2 separate regions of the Zea mays genome follow, and region 1 is linked to region 2. The links are chromatin contacts, called in public Hi-C maps. All regions are on one chromosome and are shown on one strand. Each heading gives the region's core, a stretch centred on a gene start, on an enhancer-like site or on the middle of the called end of the contact. The rest is flanking DNA. Distances are from core to core; before and after follow the strand shown. Region 1 holds the start of LOC103643556 (forkhead box protein L2). Region 2 holds the start of LOC100280736 (heat shock factor protein HSF30).

Region 1 (6,408 bases), core at 3,827-6,326, 280 kb before region 2:
TGGAAGTAATTTATAGGTGTCAAAAGTTAGGTATAAAAATCATGGGAAGGAAGTTTTGGTTTACACCTATATTATTGGAGTCAAGCGGGAAAGATTTGATCCTTGGCATGGCTGAAAAATTGGGATGCGGTTATAAATTGTGCCAAGGGATCTGTAGAACTCACTAGCCCTAAGGGAGAGAGACTTGAGTTCATAACCACCCTATCTTCAACAATTGATCATGCAATCTATAAATTGGAGGGCAAATTTGTGGATGGCCTCCGGGTGGTTAGTGAATGTTCGGATGTGTTTTTGGAGCTTGGATCATGCAATCTACCATGCAATTTATTAATTGGAGGGCAAATTCTTTGATGGAGTTTGGATCTTTCAACAGAGTCACCCATGCCATGGTCAACTCCAATTACATCGTTGTTATATGTGAGCAACCCCTCCCTCATCCACCTCGTCATATTTTCAGATCTCCTTTGCATGTGGTCTGGGATTGGGTACCAGGGTTGGTCTGTTGCACGTTGTTGATGACACGACACCGTGGAGCTACCACGAGGGGGGAGCAGTGCTGCCAATGCAGCGGCCATCGGTAATCTGTATGCCATCTAGTTGGTTGAGGGCCATACTTTTGCATCATGATAGGTTGAGATCCAAGCACCACATAATCGGAGTGCCATGCTACGTCGAGGTCACCGCCACGGCTGGCCATCGAAGGGAGGAAGAAGGAGCATCCACCATGCATCATAGAATGGACGGTGGAGATTAGGTCTAGGATAACCTTTTGGTTGTTTTAAATCATGACCGTTAGATCGTGATGAGCGGCCATGATTATTACATAGGTGTCGGGGACCATAATTAGGGGTACCCCAAGACTCCTAAACTTGACTGGCAAACACCATCAGCACAAAGCTGCAAAGGCCTGATGGGCGCAATACAGGACAAAGCTCTATCCGCTCAAGGGACACGATCTCGCCTCGCCCGAACCCAGCCTCGGGCAGGAACAGTAGACCTAGGCAGATTCATGCCTCACCCGAGGGCCTCCTCAAGCAACGGGCGCACCTTCGACTCGCCCGAGGCCCAGCTCGGGCAGGCTTCGCGGAGAAGCAACCTTGGCCAAGATCGCCTCGCGAGCCGACCGGATCGCAGGAGCATTCAATACAAGGATCGCCTGACACCTTATCCTGACGCGCGCTCTTCAGTCGACAGGGCTGAAGTGACCGCCGTCACTTCGCCCCTCCACTGACCGACCTGACAAGAAAACAGCGCCGCCTGCACTGCTCCGACCGTTGTGCCACCCGCCAGGGTGAGGCTGACAGCCGCCAAGTCCGGCCTCAGGCGCCATAGGAAGCTCCGCCCCGCCCGACCCCAGGGCTCGGACTCAACCTCGACCTCGGACGACGGACTCCGCCTCGCCGACCCTAGGGCTCGGACTCAACCTCGACCTCGGACGACGGACTCCGCCTCGCTCGACCCCAGGGCTCGGACTCAGCCTCGACCTCAGAGGAGCCTCCGCCTCGCCCGACCTTGTGCTCGGACCGACCACGTCGCAGGGGGTACATCATTACCCTACCCCTAGCTAGCTGAGGCTACGGGGAACAAGACCGGCGTCCCATCTGGCTCGCCCCGGTAAAACAAGTAATGATGACACCCCGCGTGCTCCATGACGACGGCGGTTCTCAGCCCCCTACGGAAGCAAGGAGACGTCAGCAAGGTCCCGACAGCCCCGACAGCTGTGCTTCTACAGGGTTTAAGCGCTCCTCCGACGGCCACGACATCACATGAACAGGACACCAACACCTCTCCGACAGCCACGTCGGCATGTACATAGGACTCTGGCTCCTCTCTGCCGGACACGTTAGCACGCTGCTACACCCTGGGCCCTCTCCTTACGTCTATAAAAGGAAGGTCCAGGGCCCTCGTACGAGAGGGTGGCCGCGCGGGAGGACGGGCTGACGAACAAGGCTCTCTCTCTCCCTCGCGAACGCTTGTAACCCCCTACTGCAAGCGCATCCGCCCTGGGCGCAGGACAACACGAGCCGTGGTTCCCCTTATTGTTCCCCCTTGTGTTCCGTCTCGCGCCGACCCATCTGGGCTGGGACACGCAGCGACAATTTACTCGTCGGTCCAGGGACCCCCCAGGGTCGAAACGCCGACAATAGGATACCCCTTCAGCTATTTAATGTGAGTTGTAGATAGAAGATTCGAGGGTTCGGGCTCCATCGCGTTAAAGTCGCCGTACACTTTTTATTAAAGAGACCATGGGGTATTGGGAAATAAACCTACAATCTTGTTGCTATTCAAAAGTAATTACAAACGGGTCTAAATGTTTATAAATTAAACCCTAAGTTTTTCCAAAACTGAACCCATAGTCCTAGCTACGGTATTTTACTTAGAGACGCCACAATCTACAAGGTAAATTGTGTAGAGGTCCCTAGTCTTTGCAAAATAGCCCCTAGAACATGATTTTTAATATACAAATAACATTGTATAATTCACATCTTTCACATTTTAACTCTAGTTTTAGTTGTTCTCGAGCCTACAAAATTGTCTCGATGCGTAGAATCATTTTATGCAGTTTGTTTCTCTGTTTGTTGTAATGTTATTTTTGTTTCTACTTAATTTTTGTATCGCTACAAATAGCTGAGCAAGTATACAAGGGATTTGATGCTCAGCAAGTTGAAGAGTCTAAGTAGGAGCTCATAGTAGAAGGCAAGTAGTGTCCTTGATCACATTTCTTTGATCTAGTAATATTTACTACTATTATGTTCCCACTTATGCATGCACATTTAGGTTAAATTGATGGAAACCTAATAGGTTATACCTAGTTTGTTTTATCCTATACTTTGTTATTACCTGGTTTTACTTATTATTGGGTAGACTTACTATTGCTCTACTTGGTTATGGGATAATGTTATATATGAAAAACTGAACATGATTTGTTATTGGTTTACTAAATATGCATGATAAGGTCATTTTATTTAATTGGAACATGGAGTGCCAATCCAGGAAAACGATGCAACTATAGGACTATTATAGCTCTGGTCTTGGCTAATTAATTAGGGAAGCTAGTGTGTGAGAATTTTACCCAAAATGGGTAAGTGAGGAGGAGTTGCTCATGTATAGTGTCAGTCTGATTATGCTGTGATGGCTTTTCAAACCCAGGAAGACCTATTCCACCTAAGTTTGAAACTGTAGTGGGGTTTCCTATACTAGTGGATCTTTGTAAAGGCCTCGTAGTGTATCACTTGTCATTCACCTTAGAAGTGTATATGACTCTAGCTAACCTAGGCTATAAGGGATACACGACTTGATGGTAAATAGTGCGACCTTCGTAGAGTGTAAAACTGATATATCAGTTGTGCTCATGGTCAAGAGCGGCTTAGGCCTCTCACATGATTAATATATGGAAGTAAATTCTATCTTGACATATATGTGGTTGGTTTATGAGTAACCTTTTAGTTATTACCATTTAGGCCTTGTTCGGTTATTCCAATCTCATGTGGATTGGATGTGATTGACAAAGATTTTGACTTGTTTAGAATTTGAACCCACTCAATCCCACCCAATCCACATGGATTGAGAGCAAAACGAACAAGCCCTTATTGGGTTAGTGTATACTTATACTTAGTAATTATTAATAAAAATTTGACCAACTTAATTAAAAGCTAATGTTTAGCCTCAGACTATTCCTTGATAAACCTTACATTATACTTTTTTCTTACACGCTTGTTGACTACCCACCGTAAATATACTCACTCTTGCTTTATCAACCACTCAGGCTAGAGGTTCAGAGAAGGACTATTACAACAAGTTCGCAGAGCTCTAACCTATCGTCTCCTAGCAGTCAACTATGTCAGTGGGGAGAGACCTATGTTGATTTAGTTTATTTTATTGAGTTGTTATTTAGATAATTCGTAAAAAACATTTTATTATGTAATAAAGTTGTGATATTGGTTTCTATACACTGAGTCATCGTATGTATGAATCTTGATTCTGTCACACATATGAGATATATCTGCATTTGCCCTAAAATTCTGGTACGACAAGAACTTTCCTCAATAACTTTTGCCACAGACATCTTTAGCTCTTGCCTCTCTTAAACATCTAAAAATTCAATAAGGTCGATAATACCAAACTCTTGTCTTTATGTTTTAGGGAAGTAGCAAAATTTGTCGAAGTCTATAGCAACTTAGCAATGATGTATAAGATTCAGGGACCATACGCGTGTGACATGTCTTCGTTCTTTTCTCAACAACTTAAGATAGATAAATAAGATTTAACCATATAAGCTATATCAATACCCTGATAACATTTTGTACCGTATTATTAGTCTATATTACATAGCTTATCTGTTAAGATTCCTTAAAATTTGATCAAATGTTTATATGGGCCAACACTACAGTATAACTCTATGTCTGACGGCTGCCTTGGAGGCCGTCGGACCTTTGCCATTTACCTCTAGTGCAAAGCTATATATAAAAACACTAACAGATGTCTTGTATATGTGCGTCCAAATGATGAGAAGTCATAGGGCCCGTTTGTTTCGGTTTCTGGCAGCGTCTGGCCACCAAAAGCTGCTGCGGACTGCCAAACGCTCAGCTTTTCAGTCAGCTTCTATAAATTTCGTTGGAGCAAAAACCAGGCCTGTTTGTTTCGGTTTCTGGCAGCGTCTGGCCACCAAAAGCTGCTGCGGACTGCTAAACGCTCAGTTTTTCAGTCAGCTTCTATAAATTTCGTTGGAGCAAAAACCATCTAAAATCAACATAAACACATAATCGGTTGAGTCGTTGTAATAGTAGGAATCCGTTACTTTCTAGTTCCTGAGCCCTATGAACATTTTATCTTCCTTCACACGTAATTGTAATGATACTTAGATTCTTTCCGCAGCCAGATTCTTTCTACAGCTAGATTTTCAAAAAAGCTGGTAAAAAAAGCTGAACCAAACCGGCTCATAAACAGCTAGCCGCGTACTACGATTAGTTTGGGTTCTTGCGAACAAACAAACTACGGTCGAGGTCAGCAGGGGTGATAAAACTTAGGACCGCACCGCTCGATCGGTGTATGGACGGAGGGGAGGAAACAAAGGGAAAATACGCCTTGCCAGCTCCGAGACCTCGCCTAGCAACGGTCCGGCCGCTTCCGTTCCATCCGAGGCTAGCGATGGACGGCGAACATTTGACATGTCCCAGCCGTGTCCTCGCCTCCTTGGGACGAGCCCACAGCCCAGCGACGTGCGCGCGTGCGTCACGGTAGGCCGGAGAAGGGGGAGAACCATAAGGTAGAAGATGAGTGAGCTAGCGAGATGCTCGGCCGCGCGGCTGCTGCTGCTGCTTCCCGTAGTCTTCCTAGTCCTAGCTCTGCTCGGCGGCGCCCGCCACGCAGGGGGCGCCTCGGTCTGCGACACGGCCAACTGCGGCAAGGGAAACTGCAGCGAGACGCCGGCTCCGGCCCTTCTTCCTCCCGGCTACGAGTGCAACTGCGACCCTGGCTGGTCCCATGTTTTGGAGCTCATTCCCTTCTCACCCTGCATCGTCCCCAACTGTAACTGTTGATTCCTTCCCTCTCTTCTCTCTGCCACTACATGTGTATACACAGTATGCTGGTTGCTTTATTACGTAGCTAGGTCACGTCATGCATGTGTGTTCGTTCTTATTATGATCGATGCAGGTTCCTTCGACAGCGCCTGCTTGAAGTTAAACCTCAGCCAGACGCCAGCGCCACCCACGGATGGTAAGCCGTGCTAAGTCGCCCCACTTCCCGTATCGAGCATGGGTCATCATCTTATTCACATTGCGTTGCTGGATCTATCTCGTTGGGTGCGCGGGCGCGGGCAGTCTGCGCCGTCGTGAGCTGCGGAGCTGGCGGCGCGTGCAAGGCGGGCGCCGCCCCGTTCAGCTACAGCTGCGAGTGCCGGCCGGGCTACGCCAACCTGCTCAACCTCACCGCGCTCCCCTGCGTCAACTGTATGACACAGCTTCTTCGTTTCTACTCCATCCGCTAGCTGCTAAAATAAATGTCTCTACAACATTATCTATTCAAACTTGACTAGATTTATAAAAAAATATGAACAAACCCTAAATTTTAAAATATGTTTACTATGAAATAGATTCCACGATCATTCCAATAAAACTAATTGTAACTTGTATACAAGTACCAATTATTTAGCTCTTGACTTTTCTTTCCTTTATTAAATATAAAAAATTGCTTAAGATTTGCCTCAAAAAATATTAACAGGTTTCCTCGGCAGCGAGTGCTACGACCTGGGACTCGGCCCCCCGCCGCCCGCGCCGGCGCCGCTTCCGGCTCCAGCTCCATCCGGTGACCATGGCCCGGCGGGGCCATCACCTCCTCCCTCCGGCACAAAAGGCAATAATGCAACTGAAGTTTCACCACTTCTCTTTATTTAAAAAAAATAAAATA
Region 2 (5,880 bases), core at 1,963-4,462:
TGTTAGTCATGGCTTGACTTTGACACAAATTCGTGGACAAGGTTATGATGGGGCTAGCAACATGAGAGGTGATATTAAAGGATTGAAAACATTGATCATGCAAGAGTCACCTTCTGCTTATTATATCCATTATTTTGCACATCAACTCCAACTAGTTCTTGTTGTTGTTGCCAAGGGAAATAATGATTGTGTCTGGTTTTTTTATCAAGTAACTCTATTATTGAATATCGTTGGAGTTTCTTGTAAGCGTCACGGTATGCTTCGAGATGCTAGACTTGAGAATCTCATGAAATCACTTGAATGCAGTGAACTTGAAACTGGGAGAGGATTGAATCAAGAGATGGGGTTGCCTAGGCCTGGTGAGACTCGATGGGGCTCTTATTACAAAACTATATGCAACATAATTACTATGTATCCTATAATCCGAGATGTTCTCATGATTCTTGGAGAGGATACTACAATTAGAAGTGATTGGACAAGGATACATTCTATGCTTGGAGCATTTGAGTCATTTGACTTTGTTTTTGATGCACACTTAATGTTTGTTATTCTTGGATATACCAATGATTTATCAGCGTGTTTGCAAAGAAGGGAACAAGATATTATTAATGCAATTTCACTTGTTAATGTGGCAAAGAGAAGAATGCAACAGTTAAGGCTTGATGGTTGGGATCAATTCCTTCAAAGAATCACTTTATTTTGCAACAAACATGATATCCTAGTTCCTGCTATGGATGGAAATTATAAGCCTTATGGAAGATCATCACGATTTGTTCATAACCAAACCAATGATGACCACTTTAGAAGAGAAGTATATATTTGGGTCATTGATCAAATTAGCTTAGAGCTTGATAGACGGTTTAGTGAGGCTAATATGGAGCTGCTTTCTTGTATGTCAGCCTTAGATCCTTCCAACTCTTTTGCTTCTTTTGATGCACACAAGGTACGAAAGCTAGCTGATTTCTATCCTAATGACATGTCAAGCACTGACTTGTTAAAACTTGACTTGCAACTTGACAATTATATTGATGGCATAAGAGAAGATGATAGATTCAAAGACATAACTAATTTTGTGGACCTCTCGGTTAAGCTTGTTGAAACAAAGAGACATAAGGTGTTTGATATGGTTTATTTTCTTCTCAAATTGGTATTGTTGTTGCCGGTGGCGACAGCAAGTGTTGAAAGGACATTTTCTGCAATGAGTTTGGGGAAGCCTAAATTAAGAAACAAGATGTGTGATAGTCTTTTGGATGATTGTCTTGTTACATACATCGAGAGAGATATTTTCTTCGAAGTGAATGAAGAAGATATAATTGAAACTTTTATGGCGTTGAGGAAGCGCATGCCAGATAAGTAGTATTATTGCAATCTTTATGTTTAATGTATGCAATTTTCATGCTTATTTGTTGAGTGTCAAACTTTATATCTATATATCAAATTGTTTACCAAATTTACTATGAAATTATATGTACATTAGATAGAATTCTACATGAAAATTTTGTTGCGGCACACTCTATATAAAAATCCTAGGTCCGCACTGGCTACTGGTGGAGTAGTACAAATGGTTCATATGGTCTTGATGCTAAGCGTCAGAGAAACAATAAACTAGCTTTACTATGAGGGTATATGAGGCTGCCATTTATGAGATAAATTTATGGGCAAAATAATGAGTAATAAGATTGTCACGACGGAAGAAACTTAACTTGTTTAATTATTATTTAGTAGGTAATACCGCCTATGTAAAATAGTGTTATTATTTTATACTAATGGCGGTAAATAAATTTTATTTAGTGGTGAAATTTAGGATTCTATAATACCTTAGTCCAAAACTACTTCACATCACGTGAACTACAAATATTAACACTAGCATACACATTAGTTTAGAGGTTATGTTGATTATCAAACCCTAAAATCATTTAGTCATATATACCGAGGTCCATTTTTCTTACACCTCCGAACAGACTTCTTTGCTTCTGCTGGCAGGGCGAAGCCCGACCTTATTTTGGGGTCAGCTGACCCTGGTAATTTCTAAATATCTAATAGAAAAAACGGTGTTAAGAGCAACTCCAATAGTTATGTAAATTTTAGCTCTCTAAATCATAGATTTAAGAAGTTGCTAAATAACTTTGGGAGTAAAAAATGCGAGTTCTCCAATAGTTCTCTAAATATAGGTTGTAGTTTTGTTTTGTATCTATCCACATAAAAAATAAAGTCACAAATGTCATCAATTATCTTCATTATCTACATAATGCAGTAAACATTTTTGTTTAGAGAGTTGCTAAATGGTTGCCAAATGTAGAGAGTAAATAAGGTTAGATGAGAAGTTGTTAAATTTAGAAAGTTTATTTAGAGAACTGTTGGAGATGAGTTTTTGTGTTAACTACTTAAATTGTTGATTTAAGAAGTCTATAAGAAAACTACTGAAGTTGCTCTAATAACAAGAATTTTATAGTGAAGATCCAAAAGATAATACTGATGACCCTGATAAAATATTTGCTTAGCGAAGCTGGAGATGTATAAATATATGCACTGATCATCAGAAGGAAATACAGAGAACATAGTTTATTTGCGTCATTTTATCTAACAATAAGCTGAAGGAAGTGTTCGTTTGCCTACCAAATAAATACGAAAACAAAGAAAAGAAATAAAAATCGCAACAATTTGATGGACATAAGCCTACCTTTTATGTGATACTCCGGCCCCTGTTTGCGCCAAAAAAGAAAACTTCTATGTAACTATACAAAGCTTTAACTGCCGGCAAAACGATCTTTGCTACAATGATTCACACTTGGCTACTGAATCCACCGTGAACGCGTAAAGAAAGGACGACACGCGTCGCCACGATCACAAAGAAAAATATCTAGTGTACTGCCTCCTGAAGGAATCTTTGCCGATTTGGTACCCGAATGTGCTGTTATTAAAATAGAATAAACTTTCCTGACAATGGGCAGGGCCGATGCGTCGTGGGCCTCCGCTCTCGCCTAGTAGTCCACCACGCGGCCACTTGCACCGCCGTGAATCGTGATCGTGCTCTTCTCGCCCGCCCGGTCTTGTCTCTCCTCTCCAGAACCTTCCAACGGCAGAGTGCTCGCCGCGTGGTCTAGAACCTTCCACAAGCCTCGCGACGTGTCTCGACGCGCCGGTACGGCGGTGGGGGTATTTAGGGGTCCGGCCACCGGCCACCGCCCGCCCTTCTCCCGATTTCACCGACCATTTTTCCCCATTTCACAGCGGGCGAATATCTCTCATCTCCCCCATCCTCTTTCCTGCAACAACTCCTACCCACCCGACAGAAATATCCTAAGCGCTGACCCGAATACCCGATTCGCTCCTCGTCCGGTCGATTCCTGCTCCTAATCGCTCGAATCGAGTCCTTGCCCCGTGTTCCGTGCCACAATCTGGGCGCTTGGCTCCCGCGAGCCGGGGTTCTTGGGCCTGGGCGGAGGCCATGGACAAGCCGGTGGCGCCGGGCATTATCAAGGAGGAGCTCCTGGAGCAGCAGCCGCCGACGCAGGACGGTGTGGGTGGCGGCGGGGATGCGCCGCGCCCGATGGAGGGGCTGCACGAGGTGGGTCCCCCGCCTTTCCTCACCAAGACGTTCGACCTTGTGGAGGACCCGGCCACCGACGCCGTCCTCTCCTGGAGCCGCGCCGGCAACAGCTTCATCGTCTGGGACCCGCACGTCTTCGCCGACGGGCTGCTCCCGCGCCTCTTCAAGCACAGTAACTTCTCCAGCTTCGTGCGCCAGCTCAACACCTATGTGAGTCGGCAAAACCCAAACCCCCCTTCTTCCTTTCCTTTGAAATAATCCTTCTCTTGGTCAGGGCTTGCTAATGGTAATTTGCGTTTGGTTGCAATTGCAAGCTGCTTTATTCGGCGGAGAGCATCCGAATCCTCTGCAATATTACTTGTATATTAAACTAGTTTGCAATGTTAGGACAGGAAAATCTGTTGTGCACTTGTTCTTCACTAAAGTTTTAGGTGATGTAACACTGTTGTGAGGCATTGTTGTGATTTGGTGCATTTTTTATTGTTGATTTTAGGCAGCTGGTTCCCCAATGAGATCGAGGATGCCTGGCTAAGATATGAAGAGACATAGGGCTGGTTTGGTGACAAAGGAATTGAAGGGGATCTATAGGAAGAAAATCCCTTGCTTTACTTTGTCACCAAATCAGCCCTTTGCCTTGTTTGGATACTCTAGTATTCCCCCTAATTCACATGTGTTGAGATATATTGGGGTGTAAATTAGTTTAATTTATACTCTAATAAACCTCAACACACGTGGATTGCGGTGAATACTAGAGTATCCAAATAAGGCCTAAGGGGTATTAACCCCCTCCCCCCCAAAAAAAAGTCCTGGGAATCTATTTACTGATTTCACTTATATAGGTGTAGTGTTAGGAAACATTTTAGCGTCGGAAAACAAGATTTTGAAGCAATTAAGTGATTTTGTATTTTGTGCTCTTTGAGGTTGTGGAAAACAAGACTCGAAGTGGTTGAAGTGATTCTGACCAGACCTACTGCATTATGTTTTGAGCATATCTGGTCGTGTAGTGGGTTTATGGCAGTAGGGATTCAGTGCTATCGTTTTCACTCATTAGCGCATTTGATTGTAAACAAATACATCCTTGAAAGTGTTTATGATACATTCTCCGGTGAACCTCATCTTCAGGTGAGGCAAAGAGAGGGGAGATTAACTCTCCCAGCAAATTTATAATCCTGACATGGTTTCTTGAACTTTTTTATTGTAGCTAGATGGAACAAGATACTGGATGAAGTACCAAGAATCAGATTGTTTTGTTCTAGAAGACTCTACTGACCACCTTCACATGCTATAGTATATTGCTGGCCTATCATTATCCCTGTTATTGCAGATATAAATATACAAAAGCTGAAATTTACAGAGAACCTCATCCAAGCGAACATAATGCCTTATGACTGACCTGCTGATGACCATTTCTGGTCTATTGCAACCTGCAGGGCTTCAGAAAGGTTGATCCTGACAGGTGGGAGTTTGCAAATGAAGGTTTCCTCAGAGGTCAAAGGCACCTGCTGAAGATGATAAAGAGAAGGAAGCCACCATCAGCTGTGGCACCATTGCGACAGCAACGTGCCCCTGCTTCTTGCCTGGAGGTTGGTGAGTTTGGATTTGAGGAGGAGATTGATAGGCTGAAGCGTGACAAGAACATTTTAATCACAGAAGTAGTAAAACTAAGGCAGGAGCAGCAAAGTACTAAAGATCATGTGAGAGCCATGGAGGAAAGGCTACGAGTGGCTGAACAGAAGCAGGTACAGATGATGGGGTTCTTGGCAAGAGCAATGCGGAACCCAGAGTTCTTCCAGCAGTTGGCCCAGCAGCAAGACAAGAGGAAGGAGCTCGAGGATACCATCTCAAAGAAAAGAAGGCGGCCCATTGACAACACACCATTCTACAGTGATGGGGAAAGCGAACAGCTTGATTCACAGTTGAAAATGTTCGAGTCAGGTGTTCTCAATGGGCTCAATGAACCTGAGCTGGAGAATTTAGCAGTGAACATTCAGGAGCTTGGGAAGGGAAGCATAGATGATGGGAACTTGACTCAAGTTAGTGACCAGTCAGAGCTGAACGACGACTTCTGGGCAGAGCTTTTGGTCGAAGATTTTGGAGACAAGGCAGGACAGCCAGAGTTGGAGGGAAGAACTGAAGACGTGAATGACCTTGCTCAACAACTGGGGTATCTGAGTTCTTCTAGCCCAAAATAGAGCCAGTTCCTAATGGTTGCCCCCACAATCACTGGTGCTTTCCCTACCCTACTGTTGCAGACCATCCTGATCAAACCGGTACTTTTCAAATTCAATTCAATGACACAAACCTGTTAAAATCTGGTAACATTTTCATTC

The links. Hi-C and Micro-C count contacts between places; a contact is called where the count stands out from the background.
Region 1: a contact with region 2 is called in a Hi-C map of tassel, with 2.4 times the contacts expected there. The contact joins the promoter of LOC103643556 here to the promoter of LOC100280736 in region 2. A contact is called at or near these places in 2 of 25 Hi-C or Micro-C datasets (ear and tassel).

What each region holds. Positions count from the first base shown.
Region 1 is chr1:245,533,366-245,539,773 of Zm-B73-REFERENCE-NAM-5.0, reverse strand. LOC103643556 (forkhead box protein L2) reads left to right here and starts at 5,076. Exons shown (of 5, transcript XM_008666725.3): 1 at 5,076-5,529; 2 at 5,656-5,718; 3 at 5,823-5,951; 4 at 6,223-6,354. The coding sequence starts at 5,274.
Region 2 is chr1:245,255,301-245,261,180 of Zm-B73-REFERENCE-NAM-5.0, reverse strand. It overlaps LOC100280736 (heat shock factor protein HSF30), which reads left to right and starts at 3,212. Exons shown (of 5, transcript NM_001153656.2): 1 at 3,212-3,760; 2 at 4,981-5,820. The coding sequence starts at 3,449. The coding sequence ends at 5,742.